Regions from separate parts of the Drosophila melanogaster genome. Here region 1 is linked to region 2. The links are chromatin contacts, called in public targeted proximity ligation maps. All regions are on one chromosome and are shown on one strand. The core of a region is the stretch at or near the end of the contact, and the rest is flanking DNA. Distances in the headings are between cores, read along the strand shown. Region 1 holds the start of tkv (thickveins). Region 2 holds the start of RpL37A (Ribosomal protein L37A).

Region 1 (7,399 bases), core at 4,815-7,314, 200 kb after region 2:
GAGGACAGCGATGACATCAGTATGTTTCAGTTCAACAAACTAGTCTACTTGGAATGTGTGATAAAGGAATCGCTGAGAATGTTTCCATCAGTGCCATTTATTGGGCGCCAATGCGTGGAGGAGACTGTGGTGAATGGAATGGTGATGCCAAAGGACACCCAGATCAGCATCCACATATACGACATAATGAGAGATCCGCGACATTTCCCGAAACCAGATCTGTTCCAGCCAGACAGATTTCTACCGGAGAACACAGTGAATCGTCATCCTTTTGCATATGTGCCTTTTAGTGCAGGCCAGAGGAATTGCATTGGTCAGAAGTTTGCCATTCTGGAGATGAAGGTGCTCCTGGCCGCTGTGATTAGGAACTTTAAACTCCTGCCCGCCACCCAGTTGGAGGATCTCACTTTTGAGAACGGAATCGTGCTGCGCACACAAGAGAATATCAAAGTGAAGCTATCGAAAAGGGTAAAATGAGGAATATTTCCTAGTGTAAGTTTATGGAAAACGGTTTGCCAAAGAGCTTTTATTTGTAATTTGTTTAGAGAAACAAATAAACCAGTAAAACGATTGAAACTCTAAAACGATTGATCGCTTGTCTTATTATCTGTCATGTAAAATATAACGATTTATGATTAAACGATGAAATGATTGAACTAAAGATATCCTAACATGTAATTAATTTAATTAACACGTTCATCACAATCGGTAACGTTTAAATAAATTGCTGGTTGCTTTTTTATGGAGAGGATACATTGTGATCAATTTGCATGTTTGTAATAGTGAAACTACCGACTACTTTATACAGCTTTATAGCTTTATATACAAATTAAAGCTTACGTAAAAAAAATCAAAAGCCAATATACATAAATATCGTAAATTTCAAAAAATTTTGTTACACAAGACTTTCTAAAAACAGTGCAGTATTTGCAATTTAATATACCCATCAATTGCATGCCGCAAGGGAACATGTTTTATACTAAGTACCTATTGATTTTACAGAACTCAATTGTTCCGATCACTGAGTTCTAATCAGTATTCGTCATTTATAGATCGGAGCTTAATCTGAGAGGTATTGGAACCTCTGACCGGAATATAATATAAACGTAGAAATGTTTTTGGAAGTCCTGTTCGCTGCTCCACTTGTGATTTTCATTTTTCGCAAGTTATGGGCTCATTTGAATAGGACCTATTTCATCCTGAGTCTTTGCAAACGAATTCGAACAGAAGACGGTAGTTTGTTGGAAAGTAAAATTTACGTAGCGCCGAGCAAAACCCGATTTGGAAACAACTTTGACCTCGTAAACTTTACATCTGGTAAGTGAAACCAAATTAACACTAAAACTATATTCAAATCGTTTGGAATATTTGACAGAAAGCATATTTAACTTCATGAGAGATGCATCTGCAAAAGCGAAAGGTCGAAACTATCTATGGTATTTTTTCCATGCACCCATGTATAATATTGTTCGGGCCGAGGAAGCCGAGGAGATATTGCAAAGTTCCAAGCTTATTACCAAAAATATGATCTACGAGCTTTTGAAACCGTTTTTGGGCGAAGGACTGCTGATTAGCACAGGTATTTTTACATTTTCATTCTTAATTCCTACTATTTTAAAGAGTTTTAAACCAATTTAGATCAGAAATGGCACTCTAGAAGAAAAGCCCTGACTCCTGCTTTTCACTTTAAGGTGCTGCAATCTTTTCTGATCATATTCAAGTAAGTTTACAAAATAGTTAATGGTTGTTAAGTTGTAAGCACTCTCGATTTTTAGAGAAGAGTGCAATAAACTTGTGAAAGTCCTGCATCAAAGTGTGAATATGGAGTTGGAGCTCAATCAGGTTATTCCTCAGTTTACGCTAAACAATGTTTGCGGTAAGTTCAAGTACATTAATAAAACAATAACGCCAGCTTTGAAATACATATGTATAACTTGAGAGCAGAATGACCAGCAAATATAGAAATAAATTTGCAATGTTTATTAGTAAATCACAACAATTTTCACTGGCCGTTTATTCAACTATGCAGAGAATTTTAGTGCGATTAATGTAATTGCAGAAACCGCACTGGGAGTAAAACTTGATGACTTGTCGGAGGGTATTCGATATCGCCAGTCGATTCACGCCATTGAAGAAGTTATGCAGCAGCGCTTATGCAATCCGTTCTTCTATAACATTGTGTATTTCTTTCTATTCGGCGACTATCGAAAGCAGGTGAATAATTTGAAGATAGCCCACGAGTTTTCCAGTAACATCATAGAGAAAAGGAGGAGCCTCTTCAAAAGCAACCAGCTTGGTCAAGAGGATGAATTTGGCAAGAAGCAGCGATACGCCATGCTTGATACCCTGTTAGCAGCCGAAGCAGATGGTCAGATCGATCATCAGGGTATCTGCGATGAGGTCAATACCTTTATGTTCGAGGGATACGATACTACGTCCACCTGTCTAATATTTACCCTATTGATGCTGGCACTCCACGAGGATGTCCAGAAGAAGTGCTATGAGGAGATCAAATACCTTCCCGATGATAGCGACGATATCAGTGTGTTTCAGTTTAATGAACTGGTCTATATGGAATGTGTGATCAAGGAATCTCTTCGCTTGTTTCCCTCGGTGCCTTTCATTGGACGTCGGTGCGTGGAGGAGGGTGTGGTCAACGGTTTAATCATGCCCAAGAACACCCAAATCAACATTCACCTTTACGAAATCATGAGGGATGCCCGACACTTTTCAAACCCAAAAATGTTTCAACCGGATCGATTCTTTCCGGAGAACACAGTGAATCGTCATCCCTTCGCTTTTGTGCCATTTAGTGCGGGACAAAGGAATTGCATTGGTCAAAAGTTTGCTATCCTAGAGATTAAAGTTCTTCTGGCTGCGGTCATCAGGAATTTTAAAATATTACCTGTTACTCTTCTCGATGATCTTACTTTTGAAAATGGAATTGTGCTGCGAACGAAGCAAAATATTAAAGTTAAACTGGTGCATAGGGAAAATAAATAAGCCAATAAGCTTGTTTATAGAGCATGTCTACTTTTATAAATTCAATGGCGTCGTAGTATCCAAACCAAACAGATTTTATTATAACAGAACGTCAAAACACAATTTCTAGAAATAAACAACCATTAGAAATTCCGATAACAAAGAGCTTTTTCATTGGACTTTTCTTTTCGTTCCTCAGTGCGTTTTCAAGATCGCAGTAGTTCGGTTCCCCAAAGCCTACAAAATGTGGATCGCTCTGCTTGGGTCTTCACTTTTGATTGGGGCTCTTTGGCTCCTGCTGAGACAACTTAATAAAACGTATTTTATTCTTTCATTATGCAAACGAGTGCGAACAGCGGATGGAAGTCCATTGGAAAGCAAAGTGTTCGTTGTTCCCGGAAAAACGCGATTTGGCAACAATTTGGATCTACTCAATTTAACGCCAGGTATAGGAAAGATTGGTTTATCTGTACAAATAATTATTAATATTTATTACAGCTAATATTTTTAGCTACATACGAGAGTCCACTGCCAAAGCCAATGGACAAAATTATATATGGAATTTCCTATTTGCACCAGAATATAATATTGTTCGTGCCGAAGACGCTGAAGAAATATTTCAGAGCACCAAAATCACTACAAAGAATATGTCTTATGAATTGATAAGACCATTTCTTGGAGACGGGCTGCTGATAAGCATAGGTGAATAATCGTATATAATCGTAAATATATAATAATCCCATTCGTTTTAGACCAGAAATGGCACACAAGAAGAAAAACTTTGACCCCAGCTTTTCATTTTAATATTCTGCAGTCTTTTCTCTCTATTTTTAAGTAAGTGAGAGTGACGCTTTTTAACATATTACCTATTTAAATAATCGATAATATTAATTTTTAGAGAAGAGAGCAAAAAGTTTATCAAAATACTGGACAAGAACGTTGGCTTCGAGCTTGAACTTAACCAGATAATTCCACAATTTACTCTAAACAATATTTGCGGCAAGCATAATCATCTATTTATATACGAAATTGTATTATTAACTATATTTTCTTCTATAGAAACTGCCCTAGGCGTAAAACTAGATGACATGTCGGAAGGAAACGAGTACAGAAAGGCCATCCATGACTTTGAAATAGTTTTCAATCAGCGCATGTGCAATCCGCTCATGTTCTTCAACTGGTACTTCTTCCTTTTCGGAGATTATAAAAAGTATTCCAGGATACTGCGTACAATTCACGGCTTCTCGAGCGGTATCATTCAACGCAAAAGGCAGCAATTCAAGCAGAAACAACTTGGCCAAGTTGATGAATTTGGCAAGAAGCAGCGTTACGCCATGCTGGACACTCTTTTGGCAGCTGAGGCGGAGGGCAAGATCGATCATCAGGGAATCTGCGATGAAGTCAATACCTTTATGTTCGGGGGATACGATACCACATCAACCAGTCTAATCTTTACACTGTTATTGTTGGCTCTGCATGCGGATGTCCAAGAGCGGTGCTACGAAGAGCTACAAGACCTTCCCGAGGATATTGATGAAGTCAGTATGTTCCAGTTTAACGAACTGATCCACTTGGAGTGCGTCATCAAGGAATCACTGAGGTTGTTTCCCTCAGCTCCGATCATTGGCCGAACGTGCATAGAGGAAAGTGTAATGAATGGCTTAGTCCTACCCAAGAATGCCCAGATTAGCATCCACATATACGACATCATGAGAGACGCACGGCATTTCCCGAAACCAAATCAATTCCTGCCCGAACGTTTTCTGCCCGAGAACTCTGTGAATCGTCATCCCTTTGCCTTTGTGCCCTTCAGTGCAGGCCCAAGGAATTGCATAGGTCAGAAATTCGGCGTCCTGGAAATTAAGGTGCTCCTAGCCGCTGTGATTAGGAACTTCAAACTCCTGCCCGCCACTCAGTTGGAGGATCTCACCTTTGAGAACGGAATCGTACTGCGCACTCAGCAAAACATTAAAGTGAAATTCGAAGCAAGAGTGAAGTAGTGCATAATAAATACAAAAATGTTTTCCTGTAAAAATGCCTTTGTATTGAATTTGCTTGATCGTAACAGCCAAAAAGTAGGCTATGATATGTGAAATATTCAAAATACTGGTTAAAGTAAAAAAAAACGTAGAAAGGGTAGAAATATGTAAAATAAGTGTAGCAACACTCGCATGTGCTTGATATGAAAATAGAATTTACTTGTATCCCAAAAGTACCAACTTAAATAAAACCTGTTTTTGCGCTGAGATAAAACAAATGAAACATAAGTAGAAAATATGAAGAAATATATACAAAATAATATAAACTATTTTCATAGAACCCGTCTCTTAACAGCAATGTTCCATCGATGTTATCAAACATGATCCTACCGTAAACAATGTAATTGTCTATAATTATTTATAGAACCGATACGAAATCAAATGCACTTGCAGAAATTCCTTTCTACATTCTTTTCCAACTGGCAACGATATGAATGTCCAATTAGAATTACACTACAATGCCTGTTGCTGAGAGAATGTAGCACTTGACATAAACAAAAGTACACATATGTATATAAACAAAACTACCACACATAGATTCCAATTTTTTACACAAACAATATTCTCCATAATATATGGTTTAAACAATTCAGCGGAAGGTGTCCTTAACATTTTGCACCACATACTGCATGGCCTTGAACACCTAATTAATGATTTTTCCTGCTTCGATTTGAGGGTGGACTTCAGAGACCTTGATTACAATATGGTTTCGCCAAGAAAATGCCTAATTTAATTATATATTTCTATTCTGCGCATCGAATAACAAAACAAACCGCACGCACACACGCACACAAAATCACATGCACTGGCAGTGCACCAAACACACACACAACAGCGCGCATCATGGAAAACCCTTGTGTTCTGCAGCTTTTTCGGGAATTCGGTTAAATTGCATTTAAGTTCATTTACTATAACGCACACTCACCAGTTGTTAAGTGCACTAAAACCACATTTACACCGAAAACTAACAAAAAACAAAACATTTTAATCCAATTCGCGTTAACAGTACAAATAAACTTTAACAGCGTGTGCCCGATAGAGCTGGAAGAAACATCGACGCGGTATCGATATTCCAATGGAGTCAACTATTTAATCGATATTATATTTAAAACAATTAAAAATGAAGACTTAAAACGGATATTTAAATTCCTAAAAAAAAAGTAATGTATATTTTGAAGCAATAAAATAAATTGTTTATCGTATCAATATATAATTTAAAATTGAATTGTTTTAAACTTCATAAATCTTTTAATTTTAATAACCCCATAAGAAACAAAATCTTAACATTTCCAAAAAACTGATAATCAAGTTGTATTTATGAACAATAAGTTTATATTCCCGCAACATTTTAATAACTATTGAGAATAAAGAAGAGTTATCACAATTTGGTTTTATAAATAATTGTATATTTGGTTTTTTTGTTGTATTATTTTTTATACTTTTAAAAAGTAAACTTCTATTTTGATCGAAAGTATTGATTTAAGCACTGATTACACGATATCGTGTGATTGAGGTTGAGTTTTTTTTTCTTTACATATAAATCGAGTGAGTTATTGGGACGAATGAAGATATAACAAAAAGTCGCGTTCGCAAAAGCAATATTGAAGAGTATTGGCTAACTTAGATCGCAATTTAAATACATAGATTCGTGTGTATGGTTACAGCTTTACAGGTCTTTTGTCGTTAAATATTACATCAATATCAATATCATAGATCATTTTTTACGCTCATTTCCATTTTCTCTATCAATAAAATTAACAACAATTCCGATGCATTTGATTGGGCACGTGATAAACATTGATAAACGTGCTCGCCTACTCAGACGCATAACAAATTTAAAATACTGTTTCTTCTAATATAATTAATATACGATAACTGTTTCAGTAGTCAATTAGTAAGGTCAACATTGCACGAACATATACTACGTGGGTACTTCATCGTATATGTCCAATCGAGTATATATGCCTGTAGCTCGTGTAAATAGTTTAGTCGATTCGATTACTAGATGTGTTACAAATTGGTACACTAGTGTGGATTGTTCCTCATTTGCGCGTGGGTGAGTTTAAGTTTAGTTTAAAGTCACTTTAGTTATTGCTGCTGTGCTCTCGTGTCGAACAACATGGATTCACATTCATTCACAAAAAAAACGCAACGTACGAATACGAATACGACGGGTATGCAAACTTAATCTACCGAGAATTGTATATGTCTAAACATTCATAAGGATCTATGGTTAGGTGCATGTTCGATGTCTGCCGATGCTGAGCACCACTCCCTCCTCAGGTTTGTCTTTTTCATAATTATCTATAAACTATATACGTTTGCCGGTGGGGCAAACTAAGGCATGCCAGGCAGTCCACCGCCCACAAGGCGCTGCT
Region 2 (7,434 bases), core at 3,160-5,659:
GTTAAATCTATGGCAACAAATTGCTTTTAGGGGCGTTGCAAATGCGAATCCAACTTGCCCTGCATTTCACGCGGCTACTTTTTGCCATTTTCTTGCCAAATCTATACAAAATCCCATGCACGACTGACCAGCGACCACGCAACAAAATTAGAAAATAGCTAAGCAGTTAAACAAGAGTGTAAAATTGAAAAGCAAAAAAAAAAAAAAAAAGAAAAGAAAGAAAGATTAAGATATCGAGGGGCAGCCACCACATCGGCGAAAGATAGTTACTAATACCAGTCTACGATCTTCCATACTCCGTCTGCCATCTCCCATCATGCAGTCTCTCCAGTTGAACGGCGGCAGTGACATCAGCAGCAGTGGCACCTCCAGCAGCAGCAGCAACAACAAGGAGTCGTCCCCCAGGACCACCAGGACGCCCAGGACACCGCAGACACCGCAGACGCCACAAACGCCGGCCAGCGGAGTAGCTGCATCTGTGGCAGAGACGCCACACAGCTGCATTCGGCAGGGCAACTGCGTCAAGGCCAACCAGGTTAAACTTTCCACGCTGCACGAGTCCAAGATTTCTCCGAGGACTCCGCCCGTTACACCGGACTCACCCAGTACCTATCTGGACGATGATATAGACTCGATGTACTCGTTCGCTACCACCACTTCGGGTCGCTCCACGATGTCCTGCGAGCATCCCTATGTGGCCAGGTAGGTGTTGCTTTAATTAAATGCAAATGAAATGCTATAAATCCTTGATTAACTTTTAGGAACGGCACCACCTTCAGTGGTCGCAAGATGAAGTACGTCGTGCATTGCTCCAACTATGCGGGTCAGGTGGGACCCGATTATCTGACGCCCACGCAGCGGGCACAGCGCCAGATCCGGCGGCTCAAGGAGCTGCTGTGCATCGCGCGACAGGATCTGGAGCAGAAGGATACGGAGCTGCTGCGTCTGACGCGCGAGGTGGTGGAGCTGCGCCTGTTCAAGGCATCGCTCAGTTCGCCGGAGGAGCGTTCGGCCTCCTCCGATGCGGTCACCGTGCGTGAGGCGGAGCTGAAGACCTCGCAGGATGTCTCGCCCATCGTCGACATGGTGGACGAGGGCAACGCAAAGGGCAGTCCACGCCATCTAAGCCGCCAGCAGCAGCAGCAGGCGAACCACTCACTGCAGGCCATGCAGATGTCGGCGGAGATGCAGAGCTCCTACGCGGACTCCGGCCATTTCGAGGACCTAACCATGTCGTCGGTGCACTCGAAGGACTCGCAGACGCAGAGCGAGGCATGCGGCACAGCCACGCCCGATGGAGAAGCGGATGTGGGATGCGGAGCCGGCGGTGATTCCGCCAGCAATCTGGAGAACTACGAGCTGCAGCGACAGGAACTGATAAGCATGTACGAGCATCGGATCGAGGAGCTCATTCGGAGTCAGGACAGCGCCACTAGCGATCTGAAGCGATCCCACAACGACAAGGTGGAGGCGCTGCTCCAGAAGCTGGCCGAGTGCAATACCAGGTACTCGGACATGGTGCCCGACTATGAGCAGGCCAAGCAGCGCATCCGTGAGCTGGAGAAGCAGCTGGAGGATTTGCAGCGCAAGCTGATCGAGCACGAGGAGAAGCAGAACAAGATGTACCTGCACATGTACCAGCAGGGACAGGAGGCGGAGCGCATTTCTCGAGCGGATCAGGTAGGCATTTACTCGGATTTGAAATGATGCGTAACGGTTATAGCGGATGATCCTATGTCCATTTGCAGGCACTGGATTTGGCACAGCGTCAACCGGAGAGCAAGGTGTCGATCAATGAGCTACTGCATCAGTTGCAGAGCACGCAGGACGAGTTGGAGAACATACGCGTAAGATTCTTCAATATATTCCTCATCCTATTTTCGGTTTTGTTTTGTGTGTTGCATTTTGTTGCATCGTGAGGCATCTTAGCTCGACACCGCCACCAGAACAACAAGAACACAACGCGACAAGAACACCACGCATTCGAATCACCTACATACATGCATACGTATGTATTATACATGTATGATCACATTGGCTTGTGGGCGTGGCACTTCAATTGGGCTGACTTTGCCTGGCTGGAAAAGCGGCACCTAATTGAAATGCCCGCCGATCAGTGCTCGATTACGATCGACACAAGCGACATTTTCGTTTAATTTCGTTTCTAGTTGTTAAGATCATTTTGCATATAACTAATTTTCTAGCAAGATTTACTACACACTTAAACTTACATTAAATGCGACATCATTTACGTTCAATTCGTTTAATTTGTTTCATTTCCATTCCGTTGCGAGTTCGAGTAGCCCAAGTACAGTCACGTAGTGGAGTGCGGCGAGCAAGCAAGTGCATGCATGCATAACCGAGTACAGTTGACACACTTTCGTTCATGTTTCAATTCCAATAGCAATTCCAAACGTTCCAATCGCATGCTGGACTTTGACCTTAGCTAACTATCTACGTACTTCTCTTTGGTTCAGTTGTGTATCTTTTTAGTTCATCTAACCGATAAAAGCAACAACTATTTCTAAATTTCAAATATTTCTGTCGTAAAACAAACAAAAAACAAACTATTTTTGTAGGCATCAGAGTGCAGAATGAGAGAGTGCGGCAGTAATCATGCTCTCCTTACTGCAAAAGAGGCGATTTCTTTGTGGGTACTTGGCGCGCGTAAGGTTTGTAATATCCCTAACCAAAACTACCCCAACACCCCCACCCAAAAAATTAATCATCCCTACTAACTAAACTAAATTTTTAAGTTATTATGGAAAAATTACCCCAGCAAAAAAAAAAAAAATGAAGACATATTTTGAGTTGCAATCTATGATTTGTGATCACGCACATTGGCTATATCGAACATTGGGTCCTACCATCCAAAAACCATCCAAAACTCCCATACCTCACCACACCCTCGAGACTAACCAGCATTTTCATCCGCATTCGCGCTCATGGGACAGGGTAAGGTTATTGGGTTAACATCGAAACTACAATTTTGAGATCTTGTGAACACCTTAATGATTTCCATTTTAACATATCTATTTCGTTGTTTTGTAAGTACTTGTTGTTTTCGAACAACATCGTTTCGTAGAGGTAACAACTAGAGGTATGTTCAACATCATTCACACATGACACTATGGCTAGATGATACATACATATACATACATATGTATATCTCGGTTCGAGACCAAACACCCAAAGCTAATCTCTATCTAAAATCCATTTAGCATGTGGTTCACCTCAAGTTAACTTCCAATTAAAGATCGAAAAAGTAAGAATAAACAACCATAACCGCTCCCGAAAATTATTCAGTGTTACATACATAACATTATAACCTAAATGTTCATATGGCATAGCACTATCAAGATTAAAGCGAATCCTTTGTAAATACATTTGATTTCAACGACTAACCACCACACACTTTCGATTTTTGCGTTTGAATACTAAAAATTCTGACTAATTCTCTTCACTTATTCTTGCACTTTTTCTCTCTCTCCACTCGACTAAACCGGACTATTGTAAAAATGTACACGAAACTAATCCAACAAAATTTAGACCATTTATCGCCGCCTGCTGGAAGCCCAGAAGAATCGCACCCATGTGGATCCGGAGGTGACGCTGCAGTTCCTCAAGAGCGCTATCTTCTACTTCCTCACGGACAAGGAGAACTCCCAGGGCCATCTGCAGGCCATCGAGAGCATACTCGAGTTCACCGATGCCGAGAAGCAGAAGATCAGCGCCGCCAATCGAACGCCAAAGTGAGGTCCTTGTTCGTCGTTACCCATGGCGTATACTTATTATTAACACTTAGATTGCACGCCAAAATGAGCAAAACGATGTCTACGATTTTGGTTCGCGCTAAATTGCATTGTTTTCAGCTAATTGGCTGGCGGCATTAATTTCAATTTTATTTTGTTAACTGAATAATTTTGTTAAATTTTGCAGGCGCCCGTGTTAAGTTCTCTCTTTGGCAACGAAGTGTATAAAATTTTCCCATAAGTTAATTTTTACGAACATATATATTTTGTGGTCTAAGGCTTAAGGCATACTAGTACGTCCTTTTTATGAAATACGAACATCTTGAGATAAATACAATTTTACAAAATCTACGTAGTTTTTGTAGATCTAGCTAATCAAGTGAGAATAACACCATCATGTTTTGTGGAGTTTCAGTGGAGTTTTAATGGCAAATAAATGAAAAATCTGAGTAAATTGTTAAGTGGCGTTATTTATTTGGGTGCATACATAAGCATAATAGAAATTTTATTTCACAACTTGAGAAAATAAAAATTGATTTCGGACTTTATGAAAATTTTCGGCATTTATGAAAATATAAAGGAGATTTCAAAATCTCGATAAATTTGGGTTCAGTTCTTAGCTAGTTGCGCATCCAAGTTTCACACCTTGTCGCGTCCACATTTTGAGGTATCATGCTTGTATCGAGCGGCGGTCACACTTTTCGCTCTTTTCGATTTTTCGTTTCCGGCGTGTAAGTGTACAATTTTGTTGCTCCACGTTTTTTTCCTATTAATTTATATTTATCTCATTTTCACGTGCACAGAATACTGCTGGCGAATCTTTCCCGTGTCTAACACACCAACAACAACAGCAAAATGGTATGGCTACCTTAAAATCCATCCGGAAATGCACACTAACCGCATAACCCTCTTTTTTTTTATTGACAGGCCAAGCGCACCAAGAAGGTTGGAATCGTTGGTAAATATGGTACCCGTTATGGTGCCTCCCTGCGTAAGATGGTCAAGAAGATGGAAATCACCCAGCACAGCAAGTACACTTGCTCCTTCTGCGGCAAGGTGAGTTGGCGCCCCAAAATGGAGCAACCCATTTAGGGTGGCCCAAAAAAGGGAGCGCCAAATGGTGACAAATCGTTGGCGGAATGTTATCAGTGGACATTTCTAAAGCAACTCCATGCACCCATTCAACAAGTGGAATCTTGAATTATTGGCCTAAAGTCACCTAGAAATGTCCATTTATAGAATTCTCTTCGAATAGAAGCATTACCCAAAGTTTCCATGGATAGTAACATATCTTATCTCTAATCCGCAGGACTCCATGAAGCGCGCCGTTGTGGGCATCTGGTCCTGCAAGCGCTGCAAAAGGACCGTCGCCGGTGGCGCCTGGGTGTACTCCACCACCGCCGCCGCCTCCGTGCGATCCGCCGTCCGTCGTCTGCGTGAAACCAAGGAACAGTAAACATAAACGGATCATTAATGATGGAACCATCTAATTGAATGCTCCGCTATGCTAGCTCCCGTAGTTTTAATCTGACAACGCGATTTTCCTGTGGTTTGCGCCGTGCCGGTCATGTGAAAATAAAAAAAAATGTTTTTTACTTTTAACAGTATGCGCAAGTGATGCTTATTTAAGTGGAAAACTAAGTTGGAAAGTTGTGCGAAAACGAATCCAAAATTCCCCCTTTGGCTAGTTATATGGAAATGATACTTCTGTGCACTCGTGATTTATGTTCTGTGTGCAAAGCTGAGAAGTTCGATTTGGCATCCTCTATAGTTTTGGTCCAGTGGTCAGCTCATATGATGGACACCAACTTATTAATCCCCTAGCAATCCTCAAATCAGCTGTAAGAATAAAATACTGGTAGTGGTGGTTCTCTTAAATTTGTCATCTTTTTTTATTTATAAAATTTAAAAAGTCTCTAAACAAACACAAAAAATAATGAACTGAAAAATGCATAAAAAATGTTGGCTTACAATTCAGTTTTGCGTTATCATTCTATTATCCATTCGATTTGTATTCTGAGAGGTTTTACAATTTGAGTAATGGGAAACCTATATTTAGCTAAATATACAAATCAACAATATGAAACATAGAGGCAGCTATGATATAGTATAGTGTAGGCCATATCTAGCGGTCACACGACATTTGTAATTACAAGTTATAGGATTGTTTTCGATTGTTGTGGGTCGTTGAACCTGCCTGCTTTGTTGGATCGTTTTCCTGTTTCATTTTAAATGTTAATTAAAAATTGCACCGTCACCAGTTAAAATAGTTGCTATTTTGCCGTATGTGTATATATCGTCGTTTCTCTATAACTATGGGTTCGTCACACATAATCGATTTTAAAAATAAATTTAGCTAAAAAGTTTTACTTGGCCTGCGTCTTATCGGTTTGCTGCTTTCAATGATCATCTGTGGAATTTCGCTCGTAGTCAGGTTATGCATCGTACTTTTGATTAAATACTTTTCGAAATATTTACACAATAGCGCTGAGAAGAGAGTAAGTTCTTCAATTTTGAGCAATACTTAGTCGAGAGCTATTGTTGATGTTCGGCAAAACGTTGACTAAATCTAAATTTAATTTAGAACTTAACGTTAAGCCTAGAACTAAATGCAATTTATAGTACAGTTTTGCTTGCTTTGCATATGTGTATATCATATAGGTACTACATAGATATTTTATTTAAATGTATATTTTTAATAGCTACATTAATCATATTTACATTGTTTTTGTTTAGTTCTCGTTTGAATGTAGCTTATATATATATTTTTACACTGTATTTATGATATGCGTGCAATTTTGAGAGATTTTTTTTTCTTTTTATCATATTTTCATTGTATAATGATTATGGTTTTTAGAAGCATTTTCGTGTAATTTTCATTTGTGATATGAAGAGCGCGTTATTTTGGTACAAAGCAACAGATTCTCTGTAATTTTTTTGATAGGTGCGCGCAAAGAACAACCCATAAAGTGACTTAAGGTAAAATTAAAACAAAACAAACGTAAATTTTCTCAAGTACAATTCTAGCTAGGAATGTCATGTGCTTGGGTTTTGAAGAAGAGGAGGAGGATTTGGATTACATTATGCTCTGCTATGACACACTTGTGGCAATTGCTTGGCCTGCAATTGCGGGCGCTCAATTTATGTACTTTAAAATTATAATTCTGTGAAGCACAAAACGTCAGTTAAATGCCAATTTATTGGTACTTGGTCGAAGCTAATGTAAATATACATTACAATTACATAGTATACCTAGGTAAATCGTAGAATTGCCTGCCTATATAAACACATATACATGCACATCATGTAAACAGATCTATACATTCACACACGCGCATCAAGATTTTGGGAAGACATCCTGCTGCCGAAGGACTCCTCCGGCCGCCTACACACATTCACGCACACAAAGATAGAGAGAGAGAGAGGGATATTGAATCCGCTTGAACTTAGGCTACATAAACGTCGAAAACAGGAGCCGGCTAGGATTAAACATAAATTGGAAGTTCTCAGTATAGTTAGTAGGATCCGTTGAGTTGAGTTGTATTTAGTTGTTGTCGGGCGTTCCGGCGTCGTTGCCATCCAGCTAGTGAGCCTGCCACTTGAACTTGGACTCCATTAGCCACTGCTGGCCCTTTCCGTAGCTGCAGGGACGCAGCAGCGGCGTATTGGCATCGTCCCGCGT

What was found.
Region 1: a contact with region 2 is called in a targeted proximity ligation map of the Kc167 cell line, with 4 times the contacts expected there. A contact is called at or near these places in 2 of 107 Hi-C or Micro-C datasets (the Kc167 cell line and brain) and 1 of 7 datasets of targeted methods (the Kc167 cell line).

The regions. Positions count from the first base shown.
Region 1 is chr2L:5,265,320-5,272,718 of dm6, forward strand. It overlaps tkv (thickveins), which reads right to left and starts at 6,065. Exons shown (of 4, transcript NM_175975.2): 1 at 5,947-6,065. The coding sequence starts at 6,004. Cyp4ac3 (Cytochrome P450 4ac3) reads left to right here and starts at 3,179. Exons shown (of 5, transcript NM_135074.3): 1 at 3,179-3,428; 2 at 3,481-3,684; 3 at 3,735-3,816; 4 at 3,881-3,981; 5 at 4,042-5,010. The coding sequence starts at 3,227. The coding sequence ends at 4,982. Nin (Ninein) reads right to left here. Exons shown (of 7, transcript NM_164637.3): 7 at 6,409-7,399. The coding sequence ends at 7,359. It overlaps Cyp4ac1 (Cytochrome P450 4ac1), which reads left to right. Exons shown (of 5, transcript NM_135072.2): 5 at 1-580. The coding sequence ends at 477. It also overlaps Cyp4ac2.
Region 2 is chr2L:5,066,548-5,073,981 of dm6, forward strand. RpL37A (Ribosomal protein L37A) reads left to right here and starts at 4,410. Exons shown (of 4, transcript NM_001201762.1): 1 at 4,410-4,483; 2 at 4,556-4,610; 3 at 4,680-4,808; 4 at 5,062-5,508. The coding sequence starts at 4,608. The coding sequence ends at 5,208. It overlaps qtc (quick-to-court), which reads left to right. Exons shown (of 7, transcript NM_078756.4): 3 at 323-702; 4 at 762-1,680; 5 at 1,749-1,847; 6 at 2,580-2,672; 7 at 3,550-4,203. The coding sequence ends at 3,756. It overlaps Pgant5 (Polypeptide N-Acetylgalactosaminyltransferase 5), which reads right to left. Exons shown (of 10, transcript NM_135062.4): 10 at 5,623-7,434. The coding sequence ends at 7,336. mir-2495 (mir-2495 stem loop) reads left to right here and starts at 2,023; the gene lies at 2,023-2,137. It also overlaps asRNA:CR45305.